Linked DNA regions of Mus musculus: regions 1, 2 and 3 are each linked to region 4. Evidence: chromatin contacts called from public Hi-C, Micro-C and promoter capture Hi-C data. All regions are on one chromosome and are shown on one strand. The core of a region is the stretch at or near the end of the contact, and the rest is flanking DNA. Distances in the headings are between cores, read along the strand shown. Region 1 holds the start of Gnao1 (guanine nucleotide binding protein, alpha O). Region 2 has its middle 25 kb from the start of Aktip. Region 3 overlaps Rpgrip1l (Rpgrip1-like). Region 4 holds the start of Irx5 (Iroquois homeobox 5).

Region 1 (5,474 bases), core at 1,875-4,374, 1.5 Mb after region 4:
GATGGGAGATCAAAGAGAAAAAGGCAGGACTTCTGGGTTGGTTAATGATGCAAGGGGCATAGACTGGTGCCTAGGCAGTCAGAGCAGCATTGAATGAAGCTTTTTAATGTACATTCAAGAACAGAAAAATGGTCTTTTGGGAGCCTGTAGCTTGCTACCCAAATAACATCCTATATCATTTCTCTTCTCTCATGTCCCCTGGCCCTTTGTAATCAAATGTAGGACATCTCAGAAGTTTTCTCTTATCAATCTGTCTTCCTGGTCTAGGCTCTTTCCACTCATCCATGATGCTTCCCACACTAGTACCTAACTGAGGTTTATGTGGGAGGATCACATGGGGGAATTTTTGTAAAAGTGCTCCGTAAGCTGTAAAGCACTATACAGATGAAGTGAATTATTATTAGTCTTTTATGGAACTCAGCCATAATGATGCAAAGTGACCCAGAAAAAGGAGAAGAAGAGGGAAAAGGAGGAGAAGAAGGAGAAGGAGAAGGAGAAGGAGAAGGAGAAAAGGAGAAGGAGAAGGAGGAAGAAGAAGAAGAAGAAGAAGAAGAAGAAGAAGAAGAAGAAGAAGAAGAAGAAGAAGAAGAAGAAGAAGAAGAAAAGAAGAAGAAGGAAGAAGAAGACGGAAGAAGAAGAAGGAAGAAGAGGAAAACAGAGTAGGCAAATCTGAAATACCTCCACAGTGCTGGAACATAATCTTACATACATAGTCAGTAGGTCAAGTACTGGGGGAACGAAGAAAAACTCAAAACACAGAGGCTTATACGTCTGCCATATCAGGACTGATAGCAAGGAGGAAGGCCAGGCACTTAAAAGTCAAGGATGGCTGCATCTTCCCATACACAACCAGAATGCCACCAGGAACATAAGGCCTTCACTTGAAAATCACTTGATATGAAAGAACACTAAATATATTTACTAGGGTATTGCCACCGCCACCACCACCACCGCCACCACCACCACCACCACCGCCACCGCCACCGCCCTGTCCCAGGGCAGAGTGAAACGGTGATCCTTACCTTCGGTCCATCAAATGCAGTCTTGTACAAATGGCAGTGAAATTTTTTTCTGAATCTGGTTCACAGTAGATCTAGGCAACTGTCCCCAGCAACCTCTGCAGGAAGCAAGGTCTATAGAATATTGGGCACCTGAGATCTCTGTTTTCGATCTGGAAGGACAAGTTTAATGATACTTGATTTTTAAGCCAAACCAGATTCATCTTCTAATAGTTTCCCCACCCAACACAAAGAGGAAAGAAAATAGAGGAGGGATTATTTATGTGCTGTATAAAATAAATCTATAGAATTTTTTGTCGGTTTCCTAGAATAGGTAGGTATGACTCAAATTTAAATATTCCAATTATATTACATATACTTTTGACACAGACATTTGTCGAATGAGACAAACATACATTGGGAAACACCAAACTTATGAAAAAAAAACATGCAGGAGAAAAAATATTTTCTTCTGAGTGGGTCTTAATTGCCCCTTTTCCCCCTTGCAAATATATTTTTATGCTGAGTGACATTTCCAAAATAGGATTTTCTCTCCATTGCTGAAATGAAGCAAACAAGTTTACTTTCAGAGTCACAGAAATGCCCAACTGTTACGAAAAAAGAAAGTGTTTTCCACTGGCCCCTTGCCTGTCTTTATCCTGGGCAGTCTTGCCTGTTGGCTCCTCCATCTAGGAAGGCCCCTGGGGCTGACTGGTGGAACTGATTGTAAAACTATTTTGTGCAGTAAGAATTAATGTCTTCAGGCTCTGAGACCACCCAGAACATGACCGATCTTTGGCAACTGTCTACTGTTTTCCCCAGTGCTGGGTTCGCTGTTTGCTGAATAACTGACCCTGGTTTCTGACTATCTGAGAAGATATGAAGGGTGTATTTCTTCTAGTAGTTTGTTATTTTAAGATGAAAGGAAGAAAAAAAATCTCTTATCACAAACCTATGAAGAATTCATTTTTACCGGATTATGTTCTGGGGATACAAGAATTCAAGAACCAAGGGAGGCCATCGATTCATCATATAGAGAAAAATTTAAGGGAACAAGTATTTGCTAGAGGCTTTCATGAAAGACTGTCCCTGGGCCTTTGGCATCAAGCCATCCTAGGATGGTAACCATCTCTAGCGACAGAGGTTGTGGGCATCTCGCGGTAAGGCTCACATTGGCTAAGGGAGGCAAAAACTCCTGCGGAGCAGGCCTTGCCTCTTCTCTGCCTGCTACTTTCCTCTCTACTAGCCCAGTCTCTAGACACTAGATGCTCAATAAATGCGGACCCAAATCCGTCACTGAGCCCCAGCGCGTTATTATGGAGTGAGCGGGTTTATCCTGACCCACTACCTCCTCACATCTGCGGAGGCACCATAGCTCGACTAGGGGCTACACCTCCAGCCGCGAAGGAGAACAATCGGTAAGGCGATCTGCCGGAGACACGACCCAGAGCCCGAGGGACCAGGAAGCTGGAGGCTCAGGCCCAGGGCTGGGGACCACCTGACCGCCGCGCTGGGGTTGACAGGAGGCGGGCCGGGCGCGCGAGACCCGCCGGGGTGGGGCGGGGTGGGGCGCAGGCGCGCGCCCGGCCCCAGGCCCCGCCCTCCCCAGCCCGGCACGCTCCGGGAGCCGCGGGGGGAGGGGGACCCGAGAGTGGGCGGCGCCGCGCGCGCGCGCCCGCTTGTCTGACGCGTCCCGCGGGCATGCGCGCCGCCCCCGCCCGCGCCGTCCCCGGGGCCCCCGGCGCGCGGCCCTGCTGACGTCAGCGGGCGGCTGGCGGAGCGCTGCGCAGGACCAGGCGCACTCGAGAGCTGCGCTCGCCTCGCCCCCCCCCTCCCCGCCCGCCCCGGCGCGCGCGCGCGTGCCCTGCCCTCCCTGCCCGCCTCTTCTCGCGCTCCCCGCTGGCCGCGGCTCCCTCGCGCTCTCCCCGTCTCCTGTCCGCTCCGCCGAGCGATGCGAGTTCTGGGCCCCGGCGACGCCGCCTCCCGCTAGAGAGAGCTGCACCCCCCACCCCCGGCCCGGCCCTCTGCCCAGCCCTGCCCCGCGCGCGGGGGTCGGAGAAGGCGCCGCGGACGCATCGACGGCCGAGGAGCGGCGATGCACATGCACTAGCGGCACCCCCTAACTCACTCCCTCCACACCCCGCGCCACCGCCGCCTCCACCTTCTCCGCCTCCGCCTCCTCCTCCTCCGCCTCCGGCAGCCGCGGCAGAAGGACCCACCCTGCCCCCCACCCCACCCTCCGCCGGCTCCGGCTGCGGATCCAGCCTCGACTCCTATTTTATTTATTTTGGGTCGTGCACTAGCCTCGGTGCCTGCAACCCGCGCCTCCCGGGCCCGCGGGCGCCTCCTCTCTCGGCTCCGGAGCCCCAGACCCCGGCTACCCTCACCTCGACACCCCCAGACCCCAGCCAGCCGCCGCTAATCTTCGCCGCTGGAATCTTAATAGAGGCTGTCCTTTTGGGGGGATTCTGGTCTTTCGACAATTTTGTTCCCAGCCAAGGAGAGGATATCGTGATTTTCTCCCCTTTGAGCCCAGGCTCTGCTCTGTGGGGGGGTGGGGGGCGCGCCGACCCGGGGAGTCGTGCCAGCCTAGTCGTGCGGGCTGTGGCAGGGAAGGGGCCACCATGGGATGTACGCTGAGCGCAGAGGAGAGAGCCGCCCTCGAGCGGAGCAAGGCGATTGAGAAAAACCTCAAAGAAGATGGCATCAGCGCCGCCAAAGACGTGAAATTACTCCTGCTGGGTAAGGACCTGGGTAGCCACCCCCGCCCCTCGACCCCCGCCACAGTTCCCAACCCGACTTGCGCCCTGGGAAATCTGGTCCCTGAGTTGGCAACACCTTGTGCCCAGGAGCGCCCACCCTGTGCATGCCTTGAAGCCCCCTTCCCATTTCCATGAGCTGACACTCACCAGTTTCCCCCCCTCTGTGTGTCCCAACAGGGGCTGGAGAATCAGGAAAAAGCACCATTGTGAAGCAGATGAAGTAAGTCCCTGTGTCATTGGGATTTGTACTTTTATTAAGAATAATTTATATCGTTTTTATTATCTTGCTCACCCATATTTGCTCTCCAGGCCTGGTTTTTAATTCGCGCACACACAGAAGAAACCCGAGGTTGCCTCCCCTCCCCCACTCCCTACGTTGGTTCTGGGTCCCCCACCCCAACTCCTGGGGTCGGTGTTTGCGGGGAGGGAATGAGAGCGCCTCTAGTTGTATGAATGACAGTGTCCGCCATATTGATCAGAACATCACACTATTGGCGTGCTTATGATCATAACTCTTGCTCGTGGAGTATTTCGTGTTTCACTGCCTCCATTTCTGTCTCTGCCTCATCTTCTTTCCCCTCCTCCTCCACCCCACCCCTCGAATCCCACTTCCCCCTGCTTCTCTTGAGGCAGTGATTTTGAACTTGACTAAAACATGGAGGGGACCCAGCCCTAGCAGATTGGGGTGGAGGATCAAGTGTTTGCTGTTCACGAGTTTGGTGCTGAATTCCTGGTGGCTGTGGCTTAGACGACCCCCCCCCCCAAAGCGAGCAAGGGTTAGGGGAGGGGGCGTGCACTGGGGAGAAAGGATGGGTTTCCAAGCGGATGTGACAGACACAGCCTTATCCAAGGCAGAGGTGGGAGGGTCTGTGGGGCTAAAAGCCAGTTTCATCTGCCCTCCAGCCCCTCTCCTCCCTGGCCCTCCAGCCTTTGCTCTTCTGACACCCGCAGGTTCCAGTCACTGTGTAGCCTTTATCGTTGTATTTACACTCTGTATTCTACCTTCAATGCGGATTTCAGGCCCTACTTGCCACCGCCCCCTTTCTGCCTTAGATATCAGTTTCCCCTCCTAATTAACTGGGGGTGGATTTGAGTGATGGTTGAAAATTAAAACAAAATGGGATATTCCTTCCTTTCCACATTTCCCCACTTAGGAGCCTCGCCCGTCCTTCCTCCTCTCTGGCTTGCTTCTTGCCCCATCCACTCCACGGTTCCCGGTGAGCCTCCAGGCAGCTCTGCCTGGGGAGGGGTGGCCGGCAGGGAACGGGTGCGTGCCTTCCGGGCCTCCTGGCCCTGTTTCCGTTGGCCTGTCAGTTCGGGACGGAGGAGTTCGTTAGGACCGTTTAGCGAGGATTCCATGTCGCTTTGCTGTGACACCTTCGTGCACACACAGCTCCTAATTAGAGGTTGCTGTGCTGTAAACAAAAATGATTATTTTTCAACTTGACAGAATAGCCGAAGTAATTGCATCCCGTAGGAAAACAATGGAAAATAAAAGCCCCTTTCGAGGGAAGGTGGGTGGGAGACAAATCGTGCTTGTGGTTTCAAAACCAAGAAGCAAAAATTCTTGCATGTGTAACAGGCATGACAAGCGAGTTCCAGGCGGCGCCATGATGGTAGGGAGCAGCGACTAGGAGACAGTTTCTCCCATCTGCTTGGCATGTTCTTATTTGCGTTCGAGAGCTCCCGGGGGCTTTCTTCTCACAGGCCCCTT
Region 2 (5,658 bases), core at 2,956-5,455, 1.2 Mb before region 4:
GGGCTAAACATTACTGGATCCTTGGGGATCCTAGCAGGCTCTACCCAGCCCTGCCCTGCTCACCATGGTCCTGGCTCATTGCTGTCCCCTGCTCACCGCTGCCCCACCCACTGCCCTGCCCATCTGCTGCCCTGCCCCTCTGCTGCCCCACCCACTGCCGCCAAGAAGCCAAGGTTACAGAAACCTTAGAACACAGTAGAAAAGTTTCTCTTGACCTACCACAATTTTTCCCCATGTAAGGCTCATATGTTTGAATTTTTGATCCCCAGCTGGTGGAACTGTTTGAGAAGGATTAAGGGGGTGTGGCCTTGTTGGAGGAAGTGTATTACTGGGGGGTGGACTTTGAAATTTCAAAAGACTTGAACTTGAGCCATCCCAGTCCCAGTGATTCATATTCATTCTCTCTCTCTCTCTCTCTCTCTCTCTCTCTCTCTCTCTCTCTCTCTCTCTCTCTCCCTCTCCCCCTCTCCCCCTCCCATCCCTCCCTCTTTCCCCTCTCCCCCTGCAGATCAAGACATAACCCCTCAACTGTTCTTATACCATGCCTTTGCTCTGCCACCATGGACTCAAAAACAAAAACAAAAAGAAAAGTAACTAAGACTGAGCCCCACTTAGCATCAAGACTGATTCTATAAAAAGCACAAAATGTGACAGTCAAGATTGTCACAACCTCCCTGTGGGTATAAGTGGGTCCCAACAGCTAGGTCTTAACACCCCTGTTAATTCTGCACCAGGACTCTGCTGGTATCTAAGCTGGCAAATGGCACCTATCTATAGGAGCTCCACCGGTAATGTGAATGTGTGAACCCAGCCAAGTGTGAGTCAGGAGATGGAAGAATCCCACCTCTTTTTTGTTTGTTTGTTTGTTTGTTTGTTTTGTTTTTCTAGACAGGGTTTCTCTGTGTAGCCCTGGCTGTCCTGGAACTCACTTTGTAGACCAGGCTGGCCTCGAACTCAGAAATCTGCCTGCCTCTGCCTCCTGAGTGCTGGGATTAAAGGTGTGCGCCACCACGCCCCACGAATCCCACTTCTTAACACAGGCCAGCTGGGTATGTGCGTCTTCTCTTCAGTCCTCAGTACACAGAAAGCTGAGGCAGGGGGATTCGAAATTCAAAACCACCTTGGGCTACCCAGTGAGACTTTGTCTCAACAAACTAAAAACAGACAAACTAAAAAGCGAGCATAACAAAACAACAAAAACTTCGGCTGCAGAGATGCTCAATGGTTAAGAGCCTTTGCAGCTCAGGGTAACAGCCCAGACCGGAAGGAACCCATGCCACTGGTCTGGTGGAGTTCCTGCGTGCCTGTGTCCCGCTGGTCCCAGTTACTCCCTGGTGTTGGGGCAGATGTTGTGTCCTCCTCAGTTCTGATCCTATGATCCTGGGCATGTTAGAGCACCTGAGAGTGGCGCTTCCTCTGGGTGTTAGTGGACTGGCTGCAGAGTTTAGAACCAAGGTCTGCTCAGGGCACCTGCCCAGACTGGAAGGCTCAGGATCTGCTCTTAAGGAAGTGTTGTGAACAGAAATGGGAACCCACTGAGTGAGGTTTTAAAGGTGATGTCTTTCCTCCAGTTAACATATCTACCTCAGAGGCTCCCGCAGAGAGGCTGAAAAAATATAAGCACTGAGGCAAAGAAATGTCTTTGCAGCGACAACAGAGGATTGCTTCCAGCCTACAACTCCAGAAGACCAGGAAAGATGAGCAGGTGCTAAAGAGAAGAAAGAACGAACTATTCCCCACACATTTCTTTGGAATATCACATGGACTTTGTTCAACTTACGCTGAAACAAAAATCCACATCCTTGTGAGGTCGCCTCCATGAGGCAGATGCTACCGACCCTCTGTCAGCCCCTGCTGCACTGTCATAATGAGATCCTCTCAGTTACCTGTGCTACCTGACTGAGGGTGGCAAAGAGTATGCCCATCATGTGGTGACCACCGGCATCCTGCCCATCCAGCTTGGAACTCAGTGTCTTGACCCCTTGTCTCCACACTATGGGCAGCATTGTGGCTGGAACAGACGAACAGACCCAAATGGCCATTGATGCTGGCATGCTGAAGGTGTTGGGCCAGGTCCTGAAGCACCCAAAGTCCTCCATCTACACGCTGGCTTCCCGGACTGTGAGCAACGTGGCCGCTGGGCCCAGACACCACATCGAGCAGCTGATTTTGTGTAACTTGCTGCCTGTTTTGATAGACCTACTAAGGAATGCAGAATTAAAAGTCCAGAAAGAGGTTGTGTGCACCGTGGCTAACATGGTAACTGGGGCCTCTCAGTGCCTGCTGACTCTGCTTGCCCACTCGAGAATCTCAGAGTCAATGCTGAGTCTGCTTACTGCCCCAGACACGGATGTTGTCATTGTCATCTTTGACACCATTTCTTTTTTTTTTTTTTTCCCTTGTTTTTTTGAGACAGAGTTTCTCTGCATAGCCCTGGCTGTCCTGGAACTCACTTTGTAGACCAGGCTGGCCTTGAACTCAGAAATCTGCCTGCCTCTGCCTCCTGAGTGCTGGGATTAAAGGCGTGCGCCACCACGCCCGGCTTGACACCATTTCTTATGTGCTCCAGCTAGACAATCTACAGGAGAAGAAAAGGCTGTGTTTTCAGATAGAGGAAGTTGGTCCTTACAGCACCACCACAACACTTGCATCAGCAATGGTGTCCTGGACGCCATTGAGAAATATTTATGTGAGGACAAAGATAATGACCGTTTGCCCAGGCCTGGGCTGAGAGTGTGACTACGTGGAGAACTAAGACATCTCACACACTGTATTTCAGCTGGAGTACTGATCAGTTATGGACTTCCACTTGACTTCTGGTGATAGCACGGACCACGGACATCCACACGGTCTCTGGTGGCAGTACAGAACTTGGACATCAGCTGGGCCCTCTGCCACGGACAACACCATAGCCCTCCACAGCATCAACAGCCCAGTTACATCAACATGGCTTCAGGGGGCAGCACAGACCAGACACAGTGACCTTCAGTGGTAACACAGGCCACCAACATTAATACCTCCCCCAGCCGCAGCAGGACCATGGACCCAAGCACGGACTGGGCTGCAGTGGTCAAATGTACACAGCTAACAGTTTTTACCAGCTGAGGAGTCTAACTGACTAGGGACCGTGTTTCTTTGTTTTCGTGGCTGTTGCTAATCTTTTTTGTTAGTCTGCTTCATTCGGGGAATTGAGCCTCTGCTGCTGGTGCAGACCTGAGTTCAGGGTTCAGTCTCTACCACCCACATGGTACTCTTGATGCCTTGAAACTCCAGTTTCAGGGGATCTCATGCCCTGGTCTAGATTCTGTGAGCACCGTGAATGACCACGGTGCACAGCTATGGCTGTAGGTGAAACACTCACCCAAATACAATATAAATCAAGCAAGCAAGCAAGCAAGCAATCGGCATATCAACGAATCAATGAGTCAACCTCTTAGCTCAGCATGAAGTAAAGAGACATTGAGTGTAGTTTAAGCATATACCCTAGGCTGGTATGCAGCTATGATAATGAAAACAGTATCACTCATTCCTTTCCCAGTGAATCCGCCCTTTCAGTGTGAGGGAGCAATGGCCATAGCATCTGCTTTCCTTAGAAGCTTGTAGTCTGAGTTGGGGAGCATCAATAAGAGCAAGAGTGGACAGAGCAGCTGCTCCTCCAGGGATGGGCCCAGCCGAGGCTCCCCTAGCGCAGGAGAGGTGGCTACAGAGGCCACACTTTTAATTTGGTGCAGTGATCTTGCTCAGGTGGGAAACACGTGTCAGGAAAGAGAGATATCCGTTAATCCCCAAAACTATCTGCCCCATAATCCTCTTGGTTTGACTGTGTGAACCCCCAAAGGCATCTGTGACCTCTCTCTGTGCCATTCAGGAGCAGCACCTGATTCGACTGTTAATTTGTGCTATGCAAACAAACCCACGGGCAAAGTGGCACTGCTGGCATTTAAAACGCAACATACAAAAAAACCGGAGAGAACGGTGCACTGAGGAATAAAAGGGCCTGTCAATCAGCCACGGCCTTCTGTGCACTCAGCCTGTCGGAGCTCTGCCACCTAGACCTGACGCAGGAGCGCTTCTCAATTAACAGGAACATAATGGGAGGATGTGGTGGCTTGGTTTAAACTTTGTGGAGCCTTGGGGAGGCCCCAGACTGCAGGGTGCTTCTCTGCTGGCATAGGTCACAGCTCTTCACTCTGCTTCCCCGGGACACCTGCCTGCAAGCAGCTAAGACAAGCTGGAGAGGCGGAAAGTCAACCCACAACAGCCTGTGTAACAGGAAGCCCCTCTGTGACAGACAGGGGACAGTGTAAAGTCTCCAGCGATGCACATCCCTGTGCTAGACCCTCCTCTCCTGCCAGTCACTCACCCAGTAACCCACCCAACAATGGAAGAGGCCACAGATACACATTCATTCACAAGGGCAGCCTGTCGGAAGTGAGATCAGAAGAGACACATTCTGGCTCCTAGCATTCCACAGAGCACATGATCAGGAGTGGTTTCTGCAGGAACTGGGTCTGCCACTTCCTGACGGGCCAGGTCCGTAAGTTACTAACTTGGCAGCTTGAACCCAAAGAAAGGGTGGGAGGCTGGACATAGATTTGGCTATCTCTGACCACAGAGCCACCTAGACCCCTGGGCTGACCTTGTGCTGTGGTACCATGATGCCCACTTTCTTGGTTTCTAGGAGTTTCTCCACACACCCATGACTAGAGGGGAGAGTGGAATCCTGCTTCAGGTCCTTCACACAGCTGCTTACATCTGCCCTATGTGATTTAAATGTTTCAAGACATTTTTCCCCCTCATTCAGTATCTCCTTACCCAACCCACTGTCCCAGCAACGGTTGTTGAGGCTGCCAGTGGGCATACATGCTGGAGAGTCCAGAGAAAGGTCTTTGTTTCTCCAAGTTAAGCTCTTTCTGCTCTTGAGAAACAGGAAAAAATAACCCTAGGCTGAGGAAGGGGAGACTCTGTTAAGAAATAGTCACACTTGCTGTCCTGCCATGACCACCACTGTGACCTATGAGTGGGTCACCTCATTTGTAGGAGGAGCCCCAGTTTCTCACTGTGGGGAGCTGTTGTAGGTTGTCCTGTTGCTGTTTGTATTCCTGATGTTAATTCTACTTCCTTAAGAGGGGTTGCTCCTCTCTCCCTCAAGAGCGGTCCATCTGTCCATAACATACTCAGGTGATCTCATGGGAACCTTCTCCCCGTTTTAAATGGTAAATAAAGGCTGGAGCCTGTGATTGGGCAATGGAAGGGAAAGGTGGGACTGGAGGTTTAAGAACGGGGGCAGGGAGAGAGAGAAGAGGAGGGGAGGGGAAGGAGAGAGGACTAAAGAGGAAGAGGAAGAGGAGGAAGAGAAAGAGGAGGGGGCCATGATGGAGCAGAACCACATGGCCAGGAGAAACCGCAAGGAGAAAAAGGTCTTATAGCTAGGGTATAAGTTAGTATAGTGTTAGATCTGCCCAGTCTAGGCTTATAGATTATGATTATAATAACTGGATTGTGTTTTTTTTTTTATCATATGGGCTTATTGAGGTTGAAAACTCCAGCAACAGGGAGTGAACATCGGTACAGATTACTCCATCCCTTGTAGTCCACCATCTTTGGTTCTAGAGACGTTGAATTAGAACCAGATGTGGTGTTACAGACCTATAATGT
Region 3 (5,596 bases), core at 484-2,983, 1.1 Mb before region 4:
ATGAAAGCAAGGTATAATGAATGACATATCGGTATGGAGATGTAATGAGGAAATCCATTACTTTGTGTATTAGTGAAAAAATTAGTAAAAATCTGAACGTGGTTAACTACTGTTGAAAATTTATTGATGCGGTTGTGAACAACGCCAATGAGAAGTTGAATGTCCTAATATTTACTTTTTCCTTCCTTCATCGGTCACTGTGTGTTTGAGGGATGCTATGCACATCTGTGCTGACTAACCAGCCAGCAGCCTGCACTGGTCTATGCCAAGGTATAGTATCACCACTCATGCAATGTATATATCTTACAGGGCAGTATATGGAAGCAGGACTACGCCATAGCAGTGGTGTACTTTTATAACAAAACTATACTGTGATAAAGTCTTTCTATACCATCCACAAGTCTTTCTGTTTTTCACCTCAACAGGAAGTAGATAAAACTGTGTCAGTAGGCCATCTGCAGCTGTGGCTATACAGTGAGAGCTGGCCTTTTTCTATCCATGCAATTGAACACGAGACATAAGACATCTATCCAAGACTAGATTCAACTAGTTATTGTCATCAATTATAGAAAGAACATCTTTCTTCCATTTCCCTCCTATGCATTGTTTTAAGTTGCCGTATGAATTTTTATCTACATAGTAGTTTAGTCTGAGAGGCACTGGGTACCTGCTAGAGTGTCTGGTAAGTAATGCACAAAGACGGTGGGGGTGGGAAGCGGGGACTGGCACTCAGCCCAGCTCTGATATGGCATCCAAGCTTTCATAAAGCCAAGCCCACATCTGCTATCACATAGCAGATATTTTCCAATGGCTTATACAAAATACTGTGAAAACAAAACAAAACAAACCAAACCAGCCGGGCGTGGTGGCACATGCCTTTAATCCCAGCACTCGGGAGGCAGAGGCAGGCCGATTTCTGAGTTCAAGGCCAGCATGGTCTACAAAGTGAGTTCCAGTACAGCCAGGGCTATCCAGAGAAACCCTGTCTCAAAAAAAAAAAAAAAAAACCAAAAAAAAAACAAAAACAAAAAAAACAAAAAAAACCAAAAAACAAAAAAAAAAACAAAAACCCAAAAACAAACAAAAAAAACCAAACCAAAACAAAAAACCAATGCTACCCTTCCTTACTTTTAAGAATTAAAAAATATGGTTCTATTAAGGTAAAAACACATATATGATAAACTATATACATGTTTAAACTACAAATTTTGGTATTTGACATTTAATTCTGTGGCACTAGCTTCCCAATTAAAATAGCATTATAGGAGCCGGCAAGATGGTTCAGTGGGCAAAGGTGCCTGTCACCAAGCCTGATGACTTGAATTTGACACCTGGAACCTACATGAAAGTAGAGAACCTACTTGCAAAAGCAGTTATTTGACTTCCAAATATGTGTGCAACATGCATACATGTACATACACATGCAAAATAAACTTGTATTCTATGCAGGAGCACCAAGCTGACCTAAGAAGAGAGAGACATCAGCCTGAAGAGCTCGCACCTACCATTTCTGCCAAGAGGCAAGCATCATGAGGTGGATTCACTACTGAATGACATGTTGTGTGTGGCAGGCATGCCTTCGCAGAGAAAGCAAAGCAGAGTCAGCTAAACAACAACGGTTTTAACAGAAAAGTCACCTTCTGGTTCCAATTCTTCAGTTATTTCTGTTTCATCTTCAGAGGAAGCCACACTTCCTGAGGCAAGCTGGCCCTCAGATAAGAAAGAGATGTCGTCTTCTTTCCCTTGTTGCATTTCCCCCACATTTTCTTCTACCTTAGCCACACCGCTTTCCTGAAACATGCAGAAGAGAAGCACATTGCTGTATTTGTTATGTCTTAGAGCGTTCTTGCTGAAGCACTTGAATCATACAATGTCCATTTGAGACTCGATTACACAGGCATATAGCCGGACATGGCGTCTTATCCTGATAACCTCAGCACTCAAGAGGCAGAAGATTCCAACAATTTGAGACCAGCATGGACTGAAATAAAAAGTGAGTTCTGAGCCATTCTGAGCTTCAGGTGAGCTTCTGTCTCTAAATCACCACCACCACTGCCACCGCCTCTTCCACCATCACCATCATCACCACCACCACCACCACAACCACCACCACCACCACCACCACCACCACCACCACCACCACCACCACCACCACCACCACCAACACCACACCTACCACCACCACCACCACTTCCATTACCATCTCTATCACCTCTATGTCTACAACCACTATTGCTACTCAACGAAACACATGGAGATACGCTACACAGCTATTAAAGACTCCCTAGAAAATAGTCACTTAGATTATATAAACAGATAAAAACACACAGGTCAATAAAAATCTAAATATATGCTAAGAATGAATGCTTTGATTTAGCGTGGTGTGGTGGTGCATGTCTGTAATACTATCACATGGAGGTAAAAGCTGGAGGATACAAATCCAAAGACATCCATAGATACACAGTGAGTTTGAAACCAGCCTGGCATACATAAAATCCTATCTCAACAAAATTAAATAAACAAACAAAAATATGTATTAATCTCAAAATGATTTTTACATTGATTTTAGTTTATAAACACATGTATTTCCTACCAATGTATAAATAAACATATATATTGAACTTATCATTAAAAAAAATCTTTCTATCATAAAAAAGTCATATTTAGGGCTGGTGAGATGGCTCAGTGGTTAAGAGCACCGACTAATCTTCAGAAGGTCTTAAGTTCAAATCCCAGCAACCACATGGTGGCTCACAACCATCTGTAACAAGATCTGACACCCTCTTCTGGAGTGTCTGAAGACAGCTACAGTGTACTTACATATAATAAAATAAATAAATCTAAAAAAAAAAGTCTTATTCAAATGTAGGGAAAATGCTATGATTTCCTTAATCATGTCTAACACATAAGACAAAGCCTTTTAAGTTCCAAAATAAACCTTTCAAAATAATTTTAATACAAAGGCATACCTTGGAAGGATACGCAACAGCTGACAGACCATTTTCTGGTTTTGGTCCCACTTCTGGAGAACTGTCTTTTATATCTTTAGGGGGAGGAGAAGTCTCCTTGAATTAATGGGAAAAATCATGTATGTTATTTTGTATTCATTACAAGAGGAGTTTTAGGAAGGTACAAGCTTGGCTGTGTAAGATCAAGAAACTCAGTGGGGAGTTGGAAAGGGATACAGGGTCATGGAACAATATCAAACACTACAACCTTGTACCACAGTAAAGACGGGCTCTGCTTACTGTCTCTGCTTATGTCAAAGGTACAGTATAGTCTATACTCTCTGGTACTTGATACAGGAAAGGGAAATTGGTATTTGGGGTATTCATTACTTACGGGACTCGGGTGTGATATGGTATCTGCAAAAGAGACCTTTTTGTCCACAAATGTTAAACGTTGTCTTGGTTTAGGTTTTGGTGCCTAAAATAAAACAATATGTCAGACTATAACAACCATTACATTTTAGATGAGACTTCAGCTAGTTTTGGGTGCAATTATTTGGTTATTAAGTTTATATTCAAGTATTTTAAATAAAATCAAAAGTCACTGCTACTCACTACAACTGATGTAACATCTGAGGACTTTGGAGGTAGTCTCTGAACAGCCTCTGGTTCTTCTCTGCAAACGAACTTTCCAAGGTCTTCAGTAGTTATTGATCCACTTGGTGGAAGGTAGGTGAATTTCCATTTCAATATAACTTGGATAGTTCCTGCAGCATGCTTTTCCTTATCCATCAACTCAAATATTCCTGCAAATTATGAAGATTATTTTCTAATGTGTGTGTGAAGCTTTGTTATTTTAGGAATCACAGTGGAGCCCTGGGAGCCCAAAGGCCAGGAAAGCAGATGCCTAACTGGATCTTCACCTCTCCCACTAGTTCTCCACGTCCAATCCCCTAGTCTTCTCCCCAGCTCTGCAGTAGAACATCTCCTGAGGTCCCCCTTCCTTTCTGACCCTATTTCCATAGAGTACAGAGACCTTTCCCTCCATCCTCCCTTTCTCTGACTCATCCTAGGACCCCAGCCTTCAACACCAGCAAGCATTCTCTGGGAATGTCTGACTCACAGGCCAGGGGAAGAAGTAGGCTAACTACAGATCTTCACCTCTCTTTCCTCTCCTCCAAATCTAATCCTCCTTTTGTACCCCCAGCTCTATTGCAGGCTCCCTGCTGCTGCCTTGCCCCCTCCCTGCTCCCACAAATAGAACACACAGATCTTCTTCTCTAAACTCCCCCCCCACCCACTCATTGTTTCATTTTAGCCCCTAACTGCAGCAGGCACTCTCTGGTCACACCTAGGAAAGCAGGTAGCTTAACTGAATCTTCACCCTCCCTTCTCTCCTCCCAACCCAATCCCCTAGTCTCACCTCCAGCTCTACAGCAAACTCCCTGTTGTGGCCTCTCCTTACTCTCTGTCCTCATTCCCAGGAGACTAAGCAGATCTTACTGGAACACCCTCCTTTCCCCTGTAGTGTAGACCCCATAAGCCCTCACTCCTAATCCATCCTCATTCCCATGTACCAGGTTCCAGTACCTAGAAACTTTTAGCTTAGAACCCTATTCCCACCCCATGGTCACACCTATTAGAATCCCAGAAAATTTTTCTACCAGTCACCACTCTCTCCTAAGAACCACAGAGGGCAACAAAAATCAAGGAACAAAACACCTATCCAACAAAGACAAGACCAGATATGAGTACCTAGAATTCCAATCTTCCCAAACCCAGATGCCTAGATGCCAACATAAAACACAATCAATAATAACCTGGGCAAAATATTTCCATTACAGCCCAGAAATGCTACCATCGTAGGCACTGAATATTGCAACAAAGCTGAAGCACAAGACAAGGACCTTAAAATAGCCTTTATGAATCTGATTGAGGCCCATAAGAAGGAGATTAATAAATCCCTTAGTGAAACCTATGAAAACACAAACAGTAGAAGGATATGGATAAAATAGTTCAAGACCTGAAAGTTGAAATAAAAATCAATAAAGAAAATCCATGCTGAGGGAAATCAGAAAATGAAAAAAATTAGAAACTTGAACAGGAACCTCAAAAGCAACAGAATATAAGAGAGGGAAGAGAGAATCTCAGGCATTGGACACATGATAGAAGAAATGGATTCTCAGGTCAAAGAAAATGTTAAATCTAAAAAGATCCTGGCACAAAACATCCAAAAGATCTGGGACACTATGAAAAGATCAAGTCTAATAACGTGACTAGAGGAACAGGAAGAAACCCAGGCCAAAGGTACAGAAAATATTTTCAACAAAATCACAGAAGAAAATTTCCCTAACCTAACGGAGGCGATTCTTATTAAAGTAAAAGAAGCACACAGAACACTGGATAGACTAGGAAAAAAAAAAAAAAGAAATTCAACTCAGCACAGAATAATTAAAACCCTAAATGTATAGAAGAAAGAAAGAATATTAAAAGCCACAGTGAAAAAGACCCAGGAATATATAAAGGCAGACCTATTAGAATTATACCCGACTTCTCAATGGAGACTCTATAAACCAAAAGGGCCCAAACAGATGTGCTAAAGAATCTAAGAGGCCACAAATGCCTTCTCTAATTACTACATCCAGTAA
Region 4 (6,185 bases), core at 2,588-5,087:
ATGAAAAGAGAATGATTTTACATCACCAAGGCTCTTGGGAAGGCTCTTTCCTTCCTCAGACCTTAAAAGGGATACATTTCTCTACTGTTTACATTTTCAGTATTTCCCTGTTTCATGCACACTAAACGCGTCTTCCTCAACAGATTGATTCCAACCATTAATGATTGTCTGCCTAACAATACAGCCCTCTATTTTACGCTTTGCTTTAGAAATTGAGAGCCATAATTCCACAAAGACAGAGCACAAAGAAAGCCAACACAAAGTATTGCCAAAAAGCCACAAGTAGTATCAGAGCATGCCAGAACACTTAACATTAAACTATCATTCCTCTCTAAAACTTCTGTTGCCAAAGAATCTGTCTCACAAAATCTGGAAGCTCAAAGACAGCTTTCAAGAGCAATTAAAGTCTCCAAAAGCAAAACTGTACAAAATTATGTCCTCTCCTTGTGTCTCCATTTATAGACAACATTTTCTCTGGATCTTAATTAAGATAACGATGCACACCTGTGTCAACATTCTCCAGCAAGACAGCCTTATCAATCATAATCCTTTAAGAACACTCGAAAACAGCCAAGCGATAGGACAGAAGCAATCTGTTGCCTTTCCTGATGCTGCTGCTGTGTCTCAGCCACAGAAATGACGAGATCTTTAAAATCCTGCGGGTCTACTTTTGTAAGTCTTTAAAGTTTTCACTGTAAACAACTATTACACTAAGCAAACAGGCGTCACCTCCTTTGCACTTGATAGAAACAATGACAGCCCTACTTGTCCAGAACTTGAAGAGCAAGCGCCATGCCAGATCTTGGCAGCACAATCGTAGGTCTTATTTTAAAGCTCGATGTTTTAAGAGCTAGGCATAACTAGATCCGTGCAGACACGACAAACCAATAAACCCTTGGCAAGTTTTTAAATGAAGCTTAACAAGCCAACATTAAAAACAGAGTAACCTAGCCCTAGTACATGTTTAGAAATATACAAATGCAGCAGTAAGGGGGAATAAACGAGTCTTGGTGATCTGGCATGAGGGTCCTACCTCTGCTGGTGTATAAAAAGCTTCAGCGACAAGAGACCCGGAACTACAGCTAACAAGTGAACAGTTTCCCAAATGGAAAAGCTGACGGAACAGAAAGGAAAAAAAAAAAAAGGTGTTTGTGTGGGGAGGAGTGTTGATTCTCCCCTAGTATCAAGATAAAAAGTTAAAACCTTGTGTTTGCCAGCAAGAATGTGTTTACCAAGCGAGAATATAAAAGCTTTCTTGTAAACATGGAGAAAAGGACGCCAGATGCTATCTGAGTTCCGTCTGCCTGCTAATGATCAGCTTTCGCCTTCCCTCTCTTATTAACGCGGTTCTGTATCAGACGCAGGCGGCTGAGGCCAGCAGAGCAGCAGAGCCATCAGTGTGCAAATAAAGCAGAAAATAGAGACATCCTTAAGAAATGAGCCTTAAATTTGATGTAGAGCGGAGGTGACAACCAGAGAAACAAAATCGCAAATTCTAAATGTTTCAATATCTTGCAGGACACTTTCTAGTCCTTCACACACACCAAAAAAAATAAAAAAAATAAAAAAAATAAAAAAAAAGAGAGAGAGAGAGAGAGAGAGAGCAGAAAAAATATAGAGTGGGGAGCAAGATGGGGAGGGGGAGACAGAAACAGTCAAGTCGCCCAAGTGGCAGGATTATGTAATGAGGATGTCTGCGTGACAGACTTGGGCTCTCGGTGGCACAAACCTCCTTGGCTCGCTTTCAGAAGTCTTCGTCCTGGACCAGAGCCGAGACACTGATGCCGGGGACACGCGTGGGCCAGGGAGACACGCCCACGCGCGCCTGCCCGCACTCAGACCGCGGGGCCCTGCTGCGTCCACCGCCATCGGCTTGGTGCGCGGCTCTGCGCGGGCCGCGGACGCTCCCTCGTGGCAGGCCGCGCCGACCGTTAGCCGGGCTGAGCGGGCGGAGCCGGGGGGCGGTGCGGACGCGGGAGGCGGGGACCCGCGCGTCGGGGCGGGGACGCTCCCTGAAGAGCTCCGGCCTACCCCGAACCCGGAATGGTCAGCCCGAGAGGCAGCCTCAGGCCGCCGCACGCTCTCCAGGGCTCCGGTTTCGCGTGCCGATCAGTCTAGCTCGCAGCCGCCCGCTTCAGCAGCCGACCGCTTCTGGTCTCCATGACAATACGCAGCCAAAGACCCTCCCAGCCACGCCCCCTGGCGCTGGAACTCCGAGGGAAGCGGATTACGTCATCCAGAGGAGGGGCTAATGGAGACCAACGCCCAATCAGAGGCGAAGCTGTGTAGGGGAAGGGCGGGGTAGGCCTAGAGGTTCTTGGAGAATGTAGTCCGCGGGGTCCAACCTCTCGGGGGCGGAACCTGTATCCTGAGTGCTAAGTGAGGGGGCAGTCTGCGCGCGTGCGTGAATGCGCGCCGCGGTGCGGGTCCCTGTGCGATCCGCGTGGGGTTAGTGTTTGCCACGGCCCCAACCGAGCAAACTGCTTGCTGGCTAGTGAGAATCATTACAGGAAACTTTGTGTATTGTTACGCTCCAGCCTGCGCGTGGCTGGGTTGTGAAAGGCCACAAAATGCTTGATGTGTGGTGTGTGCACTCTGCCGCCGGCGGTCCTGGTTTACCAGCGCCCCTGTCTGTCCCAAAGCTTCAGTGCGTTTGTAATTTGCGGCGGCGGGAGGTGGAGACCAGGGACTAGGGTCTGTTTTGCCTTCTCACTGTGTGGCCGTGGGGGGTTTGGGGAGGGGGTGTTCCGAGAACTCTGCCTGGGACTCTGTGGTGTGTGTTTGCCGGGCCAGCGCCTCGCTGAACAAACAGCGGTTGGGTTGGACACTGTTCACTGCCCAGTGTTTGCAGTGGAACTGGGGCGGGGGCGAGCGAGGGTGGAAGGCGACTTAGTGGAACAAAAGGGGCGAGACCCCACACCCTCCGGCTCCACAGACCTGACGGGGCAAGCTGCTCGTGGCTAGACATGAGAAGCAGGCATCGCTACTTGGGATGGCAAGGGGCCGGGGGCGTCTGGGGGACCGACTCGGGTAGAACAGCTTCTCCGTCGGGCACTTCTTGCCCACTGCCTTCCTCGTTCCAGAGAAAAGTCACACCCCCAGCCAGAGACCCCAGAGTCTCCTCTCTAGCCTCTTCTCGTCGTCTGCCAGGGATGGGTGGAAGGAAGGGCTAGCGGGGCCCCTTCTACTTAGGCCTGGCTCTTGCCCACCTGCTGCAGTTGCTGGCGCAGAAAGGCGGTCATCTCGGCCTCGCTGTGCCCTGAGCGCCGGCATCCATCGACTCTCCCTGGGATCTGAATTCCAGGTCTCCAGCTCAACCTAGAGACCTCCGGCAGGAGGGAGAAGCCACTGTGGAGCGTGGAGGGAGAAAAACCACCTCCCAGCCCAGCTCTCGGGAGAACAAGACGTCCGCCAACTTCGCTATTCGCACTGGCGAGGAGGGCGCAGAGCGTTCTCCCGAGCGCAGCCCGCTGCATCTTTCCCTTTGTGTTCCCGAACGGCCCGAGCCAAGACTAAGGCCAGTTGTACGTCGAGATTGCCGCTCCGCCCAGAGTTAGCAAAAGGAGAGCAAAGTTGGAAGCGATCGGCGCGCTTGGGATGTGATTGTCATCCTGGGGCCGGCGCTCGAGAGTCTGAGAAAGAGAGAAGGAGAGGAAGAGTCGGGAGGGAGGAGGGGGAGGCCGGGCAGAGGAGGAGAGGGGGGTGGCGGAGGAGAGGCGGGCGCTAGGGAGGGGCGAGGGGAGCGCCAGTGAGCGGGAGAGGAGCCGGGGAGGAACAGGGAGAGGGCGAGACGCGCCTGGCGGCCGGGTTGGCTGCCGCCGGCCAGAGGCTCCTGCCAGTCCCCCCACCGACTACACCCCGGGAAGGAGGAGCTTCGCGCGCACACAAGGCGTCAGAATCCTCAATTTCCAACTTAGCATCTTGGCAGGACCTTTGCAAAGCCAAAAGCAGAGCCCCCCGGTGCAAAGAGCGAGGGAGGGGGGTGGGGGGAGAGAAAGCCTAGCCCGGGCAAGCGGGGCGCGCAGAGGAGCGGGCGCGGCGGTCGCAGCCAGAGGCGCGCGGGAAGCCAACCAGGAGGCGCCGCGGGCCGGAGCCCGGGAGCCGGGGCTCGAAGAGCTGCGGCCCGGGGCAGCCAGAAGCCAGGTGCCCTCTCGCTCGCCCTCGCAGGGCGCCGCCCGGCTCGTTGGCCGCCGCGGCGCGGCGCGCCCCATGCCCGTGTGTGGCCATGTCCTACCCGCAGGGCTACTTGTACCAGCCGTCCGCCTCGCTGGCGCTCTACTCGTGCCCCGCATACAGCACCAGCGTCATTTCGGGGCCCCGCACGGATGAGCTCGGCCGCTCTTCTTCGGGCTCCGCGTTCTCGCCCTACGCTGGCTCCACTGCCTTCACGGCTCCCTCGCCCGGCTACAACTCGCACCTCCAGTACGGCGCCGACCCCGCGGCTGCGGCCGCCGCTGCCTTCTCTTACGTGGTGAGTGTGAGCTGGGTCCGAGGCGGGCGGGCGGGCGGGCGAGCGAGCGGGCAGCCGGGGCCAGGCCTGCAGAGCCCGGTTGCGGTGGACACGGGCCTAGGCGCCACCTCACCCGCCAAGCTTCGCGGCCCTTGCAAACTTGAGCAATTGTCTAATTCAGCTTCACTCGAGCCGCGGGCTCCGGAGTGGCTCTGGCGAAAGCCGCGTCTTGCTGGGATCGCCGAGCTGAAGGGAAGGCTTTGGGGCGCGGGGAGGGGGGGGGATTGATTGGTCTTTACTATAAAGAACGGCATTTGGCTCAAAGCTCTGGGACAACCCGCAAATTTCTTCTTCTTCTTCCTCCTCTTTCTTTTGGTTTTGCCATGTTGGAAAAAGTAGTTCAAAAGAAGCCGACCGGAATTCCAAACAGTAGTAGTGTGCTAAATCTATGTAAATGTGTTTGGCCTCGCCTTTAATTAATCCCCAAAATGTTGCAAATCCGTAATCCTATCTTCGCAATCCGATTTGGAAGTATTAAATTTCTGAAACGGCCAGCGAGATGCGGTGTATCCGGGTTTTTACGGCGGGGTGTGATTTCTGGAAAAGCGCAACGGCTTCGGTTAGGGATAGCATTTTTAGACCGTCGGTGTGCAAGCTAAGGCTCAGCTTGTCTATCGCATTTCTTTGAAGATTAAAGAAAGAGCCTTTCCTTCCCTTGTTGTACCCCTTGCGCCCAACATGCGGCCGCTCTGGAGCAGAGCTCTGAGTTGTTGCTGAGGCTGCTCAGGCCTCTAAGAGAACCGTGGGCCCTTCCGCAGAGGCCAGATCTGAGACCTGGGCACCGAGGTCCCCCAGCAGATGGTGGCCTCCAAGGTGGTGTGCTAAACCCTGAACAGCCTCAGGGGTCCCGAAGGGCCAGAATCAGAATTGGGGGGCCCTGCTGCCTTCTGAGGAGGGGGAAGGTGGTCACTCTTGCGTTTAAACCAGCCAGCTCTGCCTCAGGGGAAGCTGGAGTGCGGGCCCGCGCTGGCACTCAAAACCAAGGACAGAGGGAAAGTGGGTTTCAGTCTTTTGGGTGGCTATGTAGCCCACACCCTCACTCACTTAACCTCTGCCTGTCCCTCACAGGGCTCTCCCTACGACCACACTCCCGGTATGGCAGGTTCCTTGGGATATCACCCTTATGCAGCACCTCTGGGCTCCTATCCTTATGGGGACCCCGCGTACCGGAAGAATGCCACTCGGGACGCTACAGCCACTCTCAAGGCCTGGCTCAACGAGCACCGCAAGAACCCGTACCCCACCAAGGGAGAGAAGATCATGCTGGCCATTATCACCAAGATGACCCTCACCCAGGTGTCCACCTGGTTTGCCAACGCGCGCCGGCGCCTCAAGAAAGAGAACAAGATGACGTGGACGCCACGGAACCGCAGCGAGGACGAGGAGGAGGAGGAGAACATCGATCTGGAGAAGAACGACGAGGACGAGCCACAGAAGCCCGAGGACAAGGGCGACCTCGAGGGCCCCGAATCAGGTTGGTGGATGCGGGAAAGGGTATGTTGAGCGGGACTCGAAAGGCAAAGGGGGCCTGGAGGGGGCGCGCACGGGTCCCTGCCTCTGCTGGCAGGAACCCGGGCCTGGCCGCGTGGCCTCCACGCCTCTGACAGCCTGGGTTTCGCCCACAGGAGGAGCAGAGCAGAAGGCGACTGCGGGCTGCGAACGGCTGCAGGGGCCG

What was found. Promoter capture Hi-C pulls out the DNA fragments that hold promoters and counts their contacts. Hi-C and Micro-C count contacts between places; a contact is called where the count stands out from the background.
Region 1: a contact with region 4 is called in a Micro-C map of embryonic stem cells, with 11 times the contacts expected there. The contact joins the promoter of Gnao1 here to the promoter of Irx5 in region 4. A contact is called at or near these places in 3 of 484 Hi-C or Micro-C datasets (B cells and embryonic stem cells).
Region 2: a Hi-C map of double positive thymocytes shows a contact between it and region 4, with 4 times the contacts expected there. The contact joins the enhancer-like site here to the promoter of Irx5 in region 4. A contact is called at or near these places in 5 of 39 promoter capture datasets (the 3T3-L1 cell line, embryonic stem cells, liver and 1 more), 1 of 484 Hi-C or Micro-C datasets (double positive thymocytes), 7 of 115 datasets of contacts at active chromatin or transcription factors (the NIH/3T3 cell line, acute myeloid leukemia, embryonic midbrain and 4 more) and 3 of 9 other capture datasets (adipose tissue, embryonic stem cells and liver).
Region 3: a contact with region 4 is called in a promoter capture Hi-C map of hematopoietic stem and progenitor cells, with 4 times the contacts expected there. The contact joins the enhancer-like site here to the promoter of Irx5 in region 4. A contact is called at or near these places in 9 of 39 promoter capture datasets (the 3T3-L1 cell line, the HPC-7 cell line, HPC-7-derived erythroid cells and 6 more), 3 of 115 datasets of contacts at active chromatin or transcription factors (fetal liver, neural tube and stem cell-derived neural progenitor cells) and 1 of 9 other capture datasets (liver).

Annotation. Positions count from the first base shown.
Region 1 is chr8:93,807,714-93,813,187 of GRCm38.p6, forward strand. It overlaps Gnao1 (guanine nucleotide binding protein, alpha O), which reads left to right and starts at 3,125. Exons shown (of 9, transcript NM_010308.3): 1 at 3,125-3,740; 2 at 3,938-3,980. The coding sequence starts at 3,623. It overlaps 4930488L21Rik (RIKEN cDNA 4930488L21 gene), which reads right to left. Exons shown (of 1, transcript NR_026888.1): 1 at 3,981-5,474.
Region 2 is chr8:91,156,161-91,161,818 of GRCm38.p6, forward strand. It overlaps the pseudogene Gm8489. Among named protein-coding and RNA genes, the nearest start is that of Aktip, 25 kb to the left of the region's middle. Within about 2 kb of position 4,206, at least 42 of the 459 cell types and tissues checked have an H3K27ac peak or open chromatin away from gene starts, as enhancers often do. A contact at or near this core is called in acute myeloid leukemia and double positive thymocytes, where this site is marked.
Region 3 is chr8:91,249,513-91,255,108 of GRCm38.p6, forward strand. It overlaps Rpgrip1l (Rpgrip1-like), which reads right to left. Exons shown (of 26, transcript NM_173431.2): 18 at 3,564-3,754; 19 at 3,343-3,426; 20 at 2,970-3,065; 21 at 1,638-1,791. It also overlaps the pseudogene Gm18603. Among named protein-coding and RNA genes, the nearest start is that of Gm36163, 21 kb to the right of the region's middle. Within about 2 kb of position 1,734, at least 17 of the 459 cell types and tissues checked have an H3K27ac peak or open chromatin away from gene starts, as enhancers often do. A contact at or near this core is called in the HPC-7 cell line and hematopoietic stem and progenitor cells, where this site is marked.
Region 4 is chr8:92,353,959-92,360,143 of GRCm38.p6, forward strand. It overlaps Irx5 (Iroquois homeobox 5), which reads left to right and starts at 3,838. Exons shown (of 3, transcript NM_018826.2): 1 at 3,838-4,471; 2 at 5,579-5,984; 3 at 6,136-6,185. The coding sequence starts at 4,226. Crnde (colorectal neoplasia differentially expressed (non-protein coding)) reads right to left here and starts at 2,162. Exons shown (of 4, transcript NR_110452.1): 1 at 1,730-2,162.